Linked DNA regions of Sus scrofa: region 1 is linked to region 2. A link is a contact called in public HiChIP or PLAC-seq data. All regions are on one chromosome and are shown on one strand. Each heading gives the region's core, a stretch centred on a gene start, on an enhancer-like site or on the middle of the called end of the contact. The rest is flanking DNA. Distances are from core to core; before and after follow the strand shown. Region 1 holds the start of IL27 (interleukin 27). Region 2 holds the start of CORO1A (coronin-1A).

Region 1 (3,999 bases), core at 353-2,852, 85 kb before region 2:
GGAGCAGGCACCGTCTGTTCTGCCAAGGAGTCCTCAGGCTTAGCCGGGCGGCTCTGATGGCCTGAACCAGGGCCTCGGGGGTGGACTGGTGATGCTAAAAGCTCTCTCCCAGGGAGTCAGGAGGACAGATTGGTCCAGCCTCCCCTGAGGCCCACGGGTCACTTTGCAGGGGGGGAGGGACAGGAGGGGCCAGGAAAGGAGAAGGAGGCCTGGCATGGGAGGCCGAACCTCTGGTTTTCATTTGGGTTCTTCCTTTGAGCAAGTCACCCCCTCTCCCCGTGCCTCAGTTTCCCATCTGTAAAATGGGGGAGTCAGATTAGCTGATTCCTGAAAGCGCTTCCTGCCCTGTCTTTCCTGGAAAGAGGGAAGAGAGGCAGTGTGGCTCTGGGAAGAGGGCCGTGTTTCTCTTTCAGGGAGAGGAAATCTAGCAATCACGGGGGGTTATGCAATTCTCCATGAAACACAAACCAAAACCAGCCCCGAAGTTCAAGTCTATTCCTGCTCACCCTCCTCTCCATGCCTCTAACCCTATGGCTTCTTGATCTCTCGCCCCGGGCTCTGCTGGAAATGACCCCTCCATAGACACTACGGGGAGCTTCTGGATGCTTCCAGCTCCCCGCCCCGCTCCATGGGCTACCAGACGTGGTGGGCCGTGTGTGCCACGGCTAGCATTCGGGTTCCCTGACTTGGGACCACTCTGGCACCCTGGAGACCGAAAGCAGTGTGGGGTTCTCCCTAGCTGTATGGGTGGGTACTGCCCTCCCCCTCCCCACCCTGCCCCCTACCCTGGGGGACGGTGTTCCCACCTCGAACCGAGCTGTACCATTTCCCTGCTTCCTGCCTGGGCTGTGGAGCCCCCGGACCCTTCTCTTGGCTTCTCTTTCCACCTCTGCAGGCAAGCCTGGGTCTTGCGCTCTGGACTTGGAAGGTTCCATCTCCACCCTCCAGCCCTCGGTCCCTACTCAGCCCCCTGCCATCCGCTCCTCCGCCCATAGCTCTGGTTCCAGCCTCTGAGCCCTTCAGTCACCAACCCCAGACTGGACCTCCTTCGAAGCTCCAAACTCCAGACTCTTGCCCCAGTTAAGCTCCTGACTCCTTGCCCCCAATGTCACCCCCTCGGGCCAGCTCCGCCTGCCCTGCTGTTCTTCCTCTGGCCGCCCTGTCTTCAGCCAAGTGGACTGGCCCCTGCTCATTCACTCCAAGGAAACTCCTCATTTATCTGCCTGGTCCCCACCCTGGTCACAGCACCTGCCCCAGCTCTCCCCATTCACACCCATCCAGTCTTCCCATTCTCAGCCCAGCCCTCACCAAACCTCCAGCCTTCTGCCCCTGACCCCCCATGCATGCCAGCCACCCCACCTTATCCTCTCCCCAGCCCTGGCCTAGCAATTACCCCCCTGCCCCAGCCCCTCTTCCCCATTTATGTCTGACTCTATCCCATTCTCCCGTCAGCTGGGTCCCGTATCTTTCAGCCCTTGGCCCTGAGCCACAGAAGTCAAAGTCACCCACCCTCTGCCCAGGCTCCGCCAAGTCCCCCATCCCTCTACCCCCAGCCCTAGCCTCCAACTCACGCCAGCCAAGGTCGTCTGCCATCTGGCCCATGGCGGGGCCCAGCCTCTTTGGCCAGCCATCTCCCGGGCAGGGGGAATCTTATACTGGGGGCTGCGCCCAGTTTCACTTTCCGTGCTGCTTGTACTTTCGGCTTTGTGTTCACTCAGTCTTCCCTCCTCGCCACCCCTCGCTAAAATGGGGAAATGTAATTTCCCTTCCCAGAGAGGGTGGGAGGTGCAGTGGGGGAGGCGGGAAGCTGGGGTTTCGATCCATCCCAGCTTCTGACCCCCGCTGGGCTCCCAGGCCCAGCCCTCCCCTCACTTCCCCACTCTCGGGTGTGCCACCCCACACTGCGTGCTGGTAGGTCCCAGAGACTCGAACCCCCTCCCGTTTCTCTGCTTTGTCATTGTCATCCTAGCGCCATCACCAGCTCACTGTCCTGCAAAAGATGGATGGCCAGGTAAGGGGATTGCCCATCCGAAGGGACTGGGGGTTTTGAGTCATCCTTACTCTTTTATGGTTTACCAGATGGCTGAGGGAGGGAATGCCAGGGAAGTCAGGGCTTGGTGGGTGGCTGGGAGGGGGGCTTTGTCTGGGTCCGGACAGAGACAGGGTTTGATCTATAGCAGCCAGGGTCAGGGATGAGAACAGGTGCATTCAGGGTCATGCTCAGCCTTCAGCCAGAGTCAGATCCAGGATTACTGCTCAGTCTATAACTAGGATCAGGACTTGGTCGAGGGCTGGACTCCTCAGAGGTTTGTCTGAGCCAACATCCTGGCTCTGCTTATATTTGGGGTCAGAGCTATCAGTGGTTAGGCTCTGTTCAGACAGAGCACAGACCTCAGTCTGCGGCCAAGCTTTCTTTTTCTTTTTTCGTTTGTGTGTGTGTGTGTGTGTGTGTGTGTCTTGTTAGGGCCGCACCCGCGACACATGGAAGTTCCCAGGCTAGGGGTCAAATTGGAGCTACAGCTGCCGGCCTACACCACAGCCGCAGCAATGTCAGATCTGAGCTGCGTCTGAGACCTACACTGCAGCTCACGGCAATGCCGGATCCTCAACCCACTGAATGAGGCCAGGGATGGAACCCGCATCCTCAAGGCTACTAGTTGGGTTCGTTCCCACTTGAGCCACCACAGGAACTCCTGTGGCCAAGGTTTCAATTGAGCCTGTGACTCAGGTCAGGGCTCCGGCTTGGACTGGGATAAGAGCCAATGACCAGGGTCAGGGCTCAGCTTGTGGCCAAGTTGGGGTTCTGTGAGATCAGGATCAGGGCTCAGCCAGGTCCCAGAATTGTCCTGGTGCTTCTGTTCTGTAGACAGCGGTCAGGGGCCAGGCTACCGCTCTCCCTTCCAGCATAGCCCCACCCTCAGCCCCACCCTGGATTTCCCATCTTTAGGGAGAAGATGGGGGTTTCTTGGTCTTCCCCCAAGACCACGGCTGCCACTTTCCTTTTAGGACCCATGGGGTTTCCCTGCTGGGTCCCAGCTCTGAGACAGAAACCTAGGGGGCTTCCCCTTCCTGTACCCTGCCTCCTCGGCGGTGCCTGGGCAGGGCCACCTGGGACCAACTGCCAGGGAAGTACCAGCACCCGCCAGGGGAGCAAGCCCAGGGGGCTACTGGAGGAGAAGGAAAAGGAAGAGCTGCTGGCACCTGCTGAGGCAGGAACGGTTTCCTTTGCAGCGCCCCCCAGTGGTGCCAACCGGTTCTCCCCGTACCATGCAGCTGGTGCTCCCCGCTGTGGGTTCCATCCATCCTGAGACGGGTGGTGGCAACAGGCAGAGGCCCTGGCTGGTCTTCCTTATATCCCCAAGTCTTGCCATTGTCCTGGAGGCATGGCAGCCCTACTCACCCCTCTGCCCCCCACCCCCACCGCAGCCACTCCTGCCGTCATCCAGAACTGCGGTACCTCGCCCTGATCTTGGACCCCATCTCCCACTCTCTGGCCACAACCTCCCGGCCCTCGCTGCTTCTCTGCTCTTCTCAGTCGGGCTGCACTCGAGTCCTCCAGCCTCTCCCCTCCCTCCTGCCCTCTTCCTGCTCCACCAACTGCTTCTTTGCCTTTGCACAGCTGGTCTCTCTGCCTCAAATGCCCTTGCTGCCTCTTCTCTGGATGGAATTCCCTTTCTCCAGCTTTCTCTGTACCTGGACCCCCTGGCACTGGCATTCTGCCCTGAATGGCTCATTCCTTCCCGCCATAAATCTCGCCTCCGATGGACTTTTCACATTTCTTTATTTTGCCCACTCTATCCTGGCTCAAAACACTCTAGCCGTACTGGCCTCCTCATTGCTCCTAGAACATGCCAGGCATGCTCCTGCCTCAGGACCTTTGCACTTCTGCCAAGGACTCTCTTCATAGCTGCAAAGCTCACTTTTGCCTTACTATTCTGCTCAAATGGCCCCTTCACAAATGGGCTTTTCGGAGTTCCCGTCGTGGATCAGTGGTTCAAG
Region 2 (4,284 bases), core at 498-2,997:
CCCGTCTCCCCCAGGACACCCCTGGGCCTGGCCTTCATGGTCTCAGCTAACTTCCCCAGCTTGTCTCCCCGGCGCCCTGCTGCTGGCCTCTGTAATTGACATCCCGCTACCCTCACAGTGGCCTTGCCCGACCCCCCTACCTCTGGCTGATCTGCAGGGCCCACCCACCGCAGCCTGGCTCCTGTACCCTCGGCCTCGGGGGCAGAGCCCGCTGTGGGGTGGCCCCTGGTGCCGGCCCATTTGTCCCACTGAGTGGCTGACAGACACAGAGTCCTTCATCCCCCGCTGGGTCACACTCCGGGCCTTCCGTGTGGACAGCTTGGAGGGTGGGGTCTCTCAGTCACAGGGTCCAAACTTCACACCCTCACACCCACGTGGGGAGCCTCCTAAAGGCCAGGCACTCCCAACCTCCAGGCTCAGGGCTGGACACACAGAGGGATGTGGCTTGTGGGTTTGCCCAGGAGGCACTTCTTCAGTGGCTCAGTGGCCCTCTGGGCACCAGAAACAGGCAGATGGCTGGGGCCCGAGCATCTCCTCTTCCATATACCTCTCTGCTTCCTGCCTGGCCTGGTTCCTTCCCCAGCCCCTCTGGAACCACCCATGGGAAGGGAGCAGCCGGCACTCACTTCTTGGAGTCGGGCTAGGACGGTTCCCCCACCCCACGGTTGCTGGATGGTCAGTGCGCAAAGCCAAGGGGCCTGCCTCTGGCTGCCCACGCTCCAGGCCGGGTCCTGGTGCCCAGCAGCATCACCTTCCAGCTCAGCGTGGGGACCTGTGCTGCCCACTCAAGAGCACCCTCCGGGCCTCTCCTCCATCACCTCAGCTCCACCCTTTCACCCTCTGCCTTCTGGCCTAGCCCTTTGGTGTGTGGGGGGGCTGCTCCAGCCACCCTTGCCCACCCTGCGACTCTCCAAGGGGCTCCTGGGTCCACCTGCCCAGAAAGCGGGTGAGGAACCTGTGTGTGGGGAAGCCCGTCTGGGGACAAGGGGGGATCCTTCCCAAGTGAGAAGCCTGGATCTGGGGAGCCAGGAGCCCCCAAATTGGAGGTTGGGAGACAGGAAGCCAGCGCCCCACCCTGCCTCCTCCCCCACCGCAGGTACTAGGCCCGGAAACCACGGAAAGGGGAACTTGGGCTTTTCTTGTTTTGCTCTCAACCCCTTCCTGTCTCCCAGCTCAGGGCAGCTGCTCGGTGCACCCCACCCTGCCCCCCTCCCGCCCCCAAACTCGCCCAAAGATGCCAAGGGGAGTCTGGCCAGCACATGTCCTGACCCCCGGGCTCCCCCACCTCCATCATGGCTGCGGTGGCCCCTCGCCCTCGTCCCCTCACCGCGCCCTCCCGGACACACGGATGGACCCGCCCACGCGCACCTGCACCCTCAGGCGAGTCCCTCCACGCGGGGCGTGGAGCGGCTCTGTCCCCATCGCCGAGCCAGCTCGCTTTGACAGTCCGTCCGCCCCCACAGCCCGCTCCTGCCAAGCCCTCGCCTGCCCCACAGGTGGCCCAGAGCAGCGATGCCGAGTCCCGCGCCCCCGTCCCCGGGGGGTCTTACCTGCTGCTGAGAGAGGAGTGACCCCCCAAACGGAGGAGGGAGAGGAGGAGGCGGAGGAAGGAGCTGGAGGAGCCGGAGACTGCCCGCTGAGGATGCTCTCGTCAAGACAATGAATGAGAAGCGGCGGCGCCCGCCTCCTTAGGGGTGGCAGCGCCCCTTTGGGCGGAGCTCTTAAAGGGGAGAGCCCTTCGCTCCGCCGAGGCGCCGCCTCGCCCAGCGGACCGACCGCAGCCTCCCCTCCCCTCCCCTCCCTCCCTCCGTGGAGAAGCTCCGCGCCTTCGCTGCCAATGCCAGACCAAAACAGATGCTGTTGGCCAGTGGCTGCCAATCTCATCTTTTAATGTCAAAATGCAAAAATAACCTGTTCCTTCAGCCCACCCCTAGCCTACTCGCCACCCTTTCCCTGGCCATCATGGAAGAGTCCATCAGTGCGCCCCCCGGCGGGCCCGGGTACAGGCCCCCCGTGCCCACCCCCAGCCAAGGCTGTCCTGCCTTCTGTCGCCCCCACGGAACAGAGCTGGGGAAGGGACAGGAGGAGGGAGAGCCACCTGCAGGCAGGAGACCTGGCGTCTGTCCTGGCCCCTGCATTTACAAATGGGTGGCCCCGGGAGAGTCTCTTACCCTCTCTAGGTCTGTGTGCATCTAGGAGCACCTCTGCCCTGCCTGCCTCAAGGGGGAAAATGGAATAATTGGGCGCTTCTTTGGGCGGGGAGGGGTGGGAGCTATAGAGGTGAAGGAGTCGGAGTTGGGCAGCTAGCGGAAGGCAAGGCACAAATAACAGCTCTAATGAGCTAAGTAGAAGAGTTGCCACGGTGGTGCAGTGGGTTAAGAATCCTACTGCAGTGCCTTGGGTGGCTGCGGAGGCACAGGTTCGATCCCCAGCAGTGGATTAAAGGATCCAGCTTTGCCTGCAGCTGCTGCAAGAATTCAACCCCAGGTCTGGGAACTAACAAAAAGAAAAAGAGCCAAGTAGGAGTTCCTGTCGTGGCACAGCAGAAACGAATCTGACTAGCATCCATGAGGACACAGGTTCAATCCCTGGCCTGGCTCAGTGGATTAAGGATCCGGCATTGCCGTGAGCTGTGGTGTAGGTCACAGATGTGGCTTGGATTTTACGTGGCTGTGGCTGGGTTGTAGGCCAGGTGGCTACAGCTCCGATTTGACCCCTAGCCTGGGAAGTTCCACATACCACGTGTGCAGCCCTAAAAAGACCAAAAAAAAAAAAAAGCTAGAGGAGGAAGCCTGGGCTTCAGACTCAAGAGGAAGGAGTTGGTTCCCAGCCAAGAGACTGCCTCATAGAGGTAGAAACACCGGGGGCAGGGAAGGCTTGCTCTAGAATCATTGCTTTCTGAGTTTGAGTCCTGGCTGTCACACCTACAGAGTGATCTTGGGCAGGTTCCTTAATCTCTGTCAGCCTTAGTTTCTCTGGCTGTAACAGCCTCACACCTACCATGAGATTATGGAAATGGATCTTTTTTTTTTTTTTTTTTTTTTTTTTTTTTTTTTTTTTTTTTAATGGCTAGACCACAGCATATGGAGGTTCCCAGGCTAGGAGTCGAATCTGAGCTGCAGCTTCCGGCCTACACCACAGCCACAGCAACTCGGGATCCAAGCCATGTCTGTGACCTACACCACAGCTCATGGCAACACTGGATCCTTGACCCACTGAGCGAGGCCAGGGATCGAACCTGTGTCCTCATGGGTCCTAGTCGAGTTCATTCTGGCTGAGCCCTGATGGGAACTCCGAGGTTATGGAAATGGAAAGCTTTCTGCACCTTATCTGAAGTATAGCAAGTGCTTCATAAATCTTACCTCTCATCACTGCTACTTTTTACAGAGTATTTGGGCTGAACCTAAAAGGCTGAGAAGGAGCCACGGGTGTGACCGGAGGACATCTTGTCAGCTGAGGGGCCATCTGAGCAACAGCCATTAATGTGATTCTATAAGCGACTGGTTCAAACCCTCCCTCCGCCATGGACTGGCTGTACCATCTTGGGCAAGAGGTCTAACCTCTCCAAACCTCAGTCTCACAGTTCCCTTTGTGGCGAAGCAGAAACGAATCCGACTAGGAACCATGAGATTGCACGTTCAATCCCTGGCCTCGCTCAGTGGGTTAAGGATCCGGTTTAGTTGTGAGCTGTGGTGTAGGTCACAGAGTCAGCTCGGATCCCACGTTGCTGTGGCTGTGGCGTAGGCCAGCGGCTACAGGTCCAATTCGACCCCTAACCTAGGAACCTCCATATGCCGCGGGAGTGGCCCTAGAAAAGGCAAAAAGACAAAAAACAAAAAACCCTATGGGTTGTATTTCACCTGAGAGCCTGCTCCTGGATGAGACTGGATGGTGTGGGCAGGAGCAGAAGTGACACGAATAATAGCTGGCATTTACTGATTGCCTACTATGTGCCGGGCACTGTTCTAAAACACTATAAATGTAGAGTTCCCTGGTGGCCTAACAGCTAAGGACATGGCATTGTCACTGCTGTGGTTTGGGCTCCATCTCTGGCCTGGGAACTTCCATATGCCTCGACCCTGGCCAGAAAAAACAAACCAGGTGTTCCCATCATGGTGCAGTGGAAACAATTCCAAATTGTACCCATAAGGATGTGGGTTCGATCCCTGGCTTTGCTCAGTGGGTTGGGGAACCGGCGTTGTTGAGAGCTATGGTATAGACCAAAGACGCAGCTCAGATCTGGTGTTGCTGTGGCTCTGGTGTAGGCCGGCAACTACAGCTCCC

Evidence for each region. HiChIP or PLAC-seq counts read pairs in DNA pulled down with a chosen protein or histone mark.
Region 1: a contact with region 2 is called in an H3K27ac HiChIP or PLAC-seq map of alveolar macrophages. The contact joins the promoter of IL27 here to the promoter of CORO1A in region 2. A contact is called at or near these places in 1 of 5 promoter capture datasets (liver), 3 of 47 Hi-C or Micro-C datasets (embryonic fibroblasts, liver and subcutaneous adipose tissue) and 1 of 2 datasets of contacts at active chromatin or transcription factors (alveolar macrophages).

The regions. Positions count from the first base shown.
Region 1 is chr3:18,419,698-18,423,696 of Sscrofa11.1, reverse strand. It overlaps IL27 (interleukin 27), which reads right to left and starts at 1,602. Exons shown (of 5, transcript NM_001007520.1): 1 at 1,572-1,602. The coding sequence starts at 1,602. It overlaps LOC110260087 (a long non-coding RNA gene), which reads left to right and starts at 1,695. Exons shown (of 3, transcript XR_002342911.1): 1 at 1,695-2,011.
Region 2 is chr3:18,334,276-18,338,559 of Sscrofa11.1, reverse strand. It overlaps CORO1A (coronin-1A), which reads right to left and starts at 1,747. Exons shown (of 11, transcript XM_021088028.1): 1 at 1,551-1,747.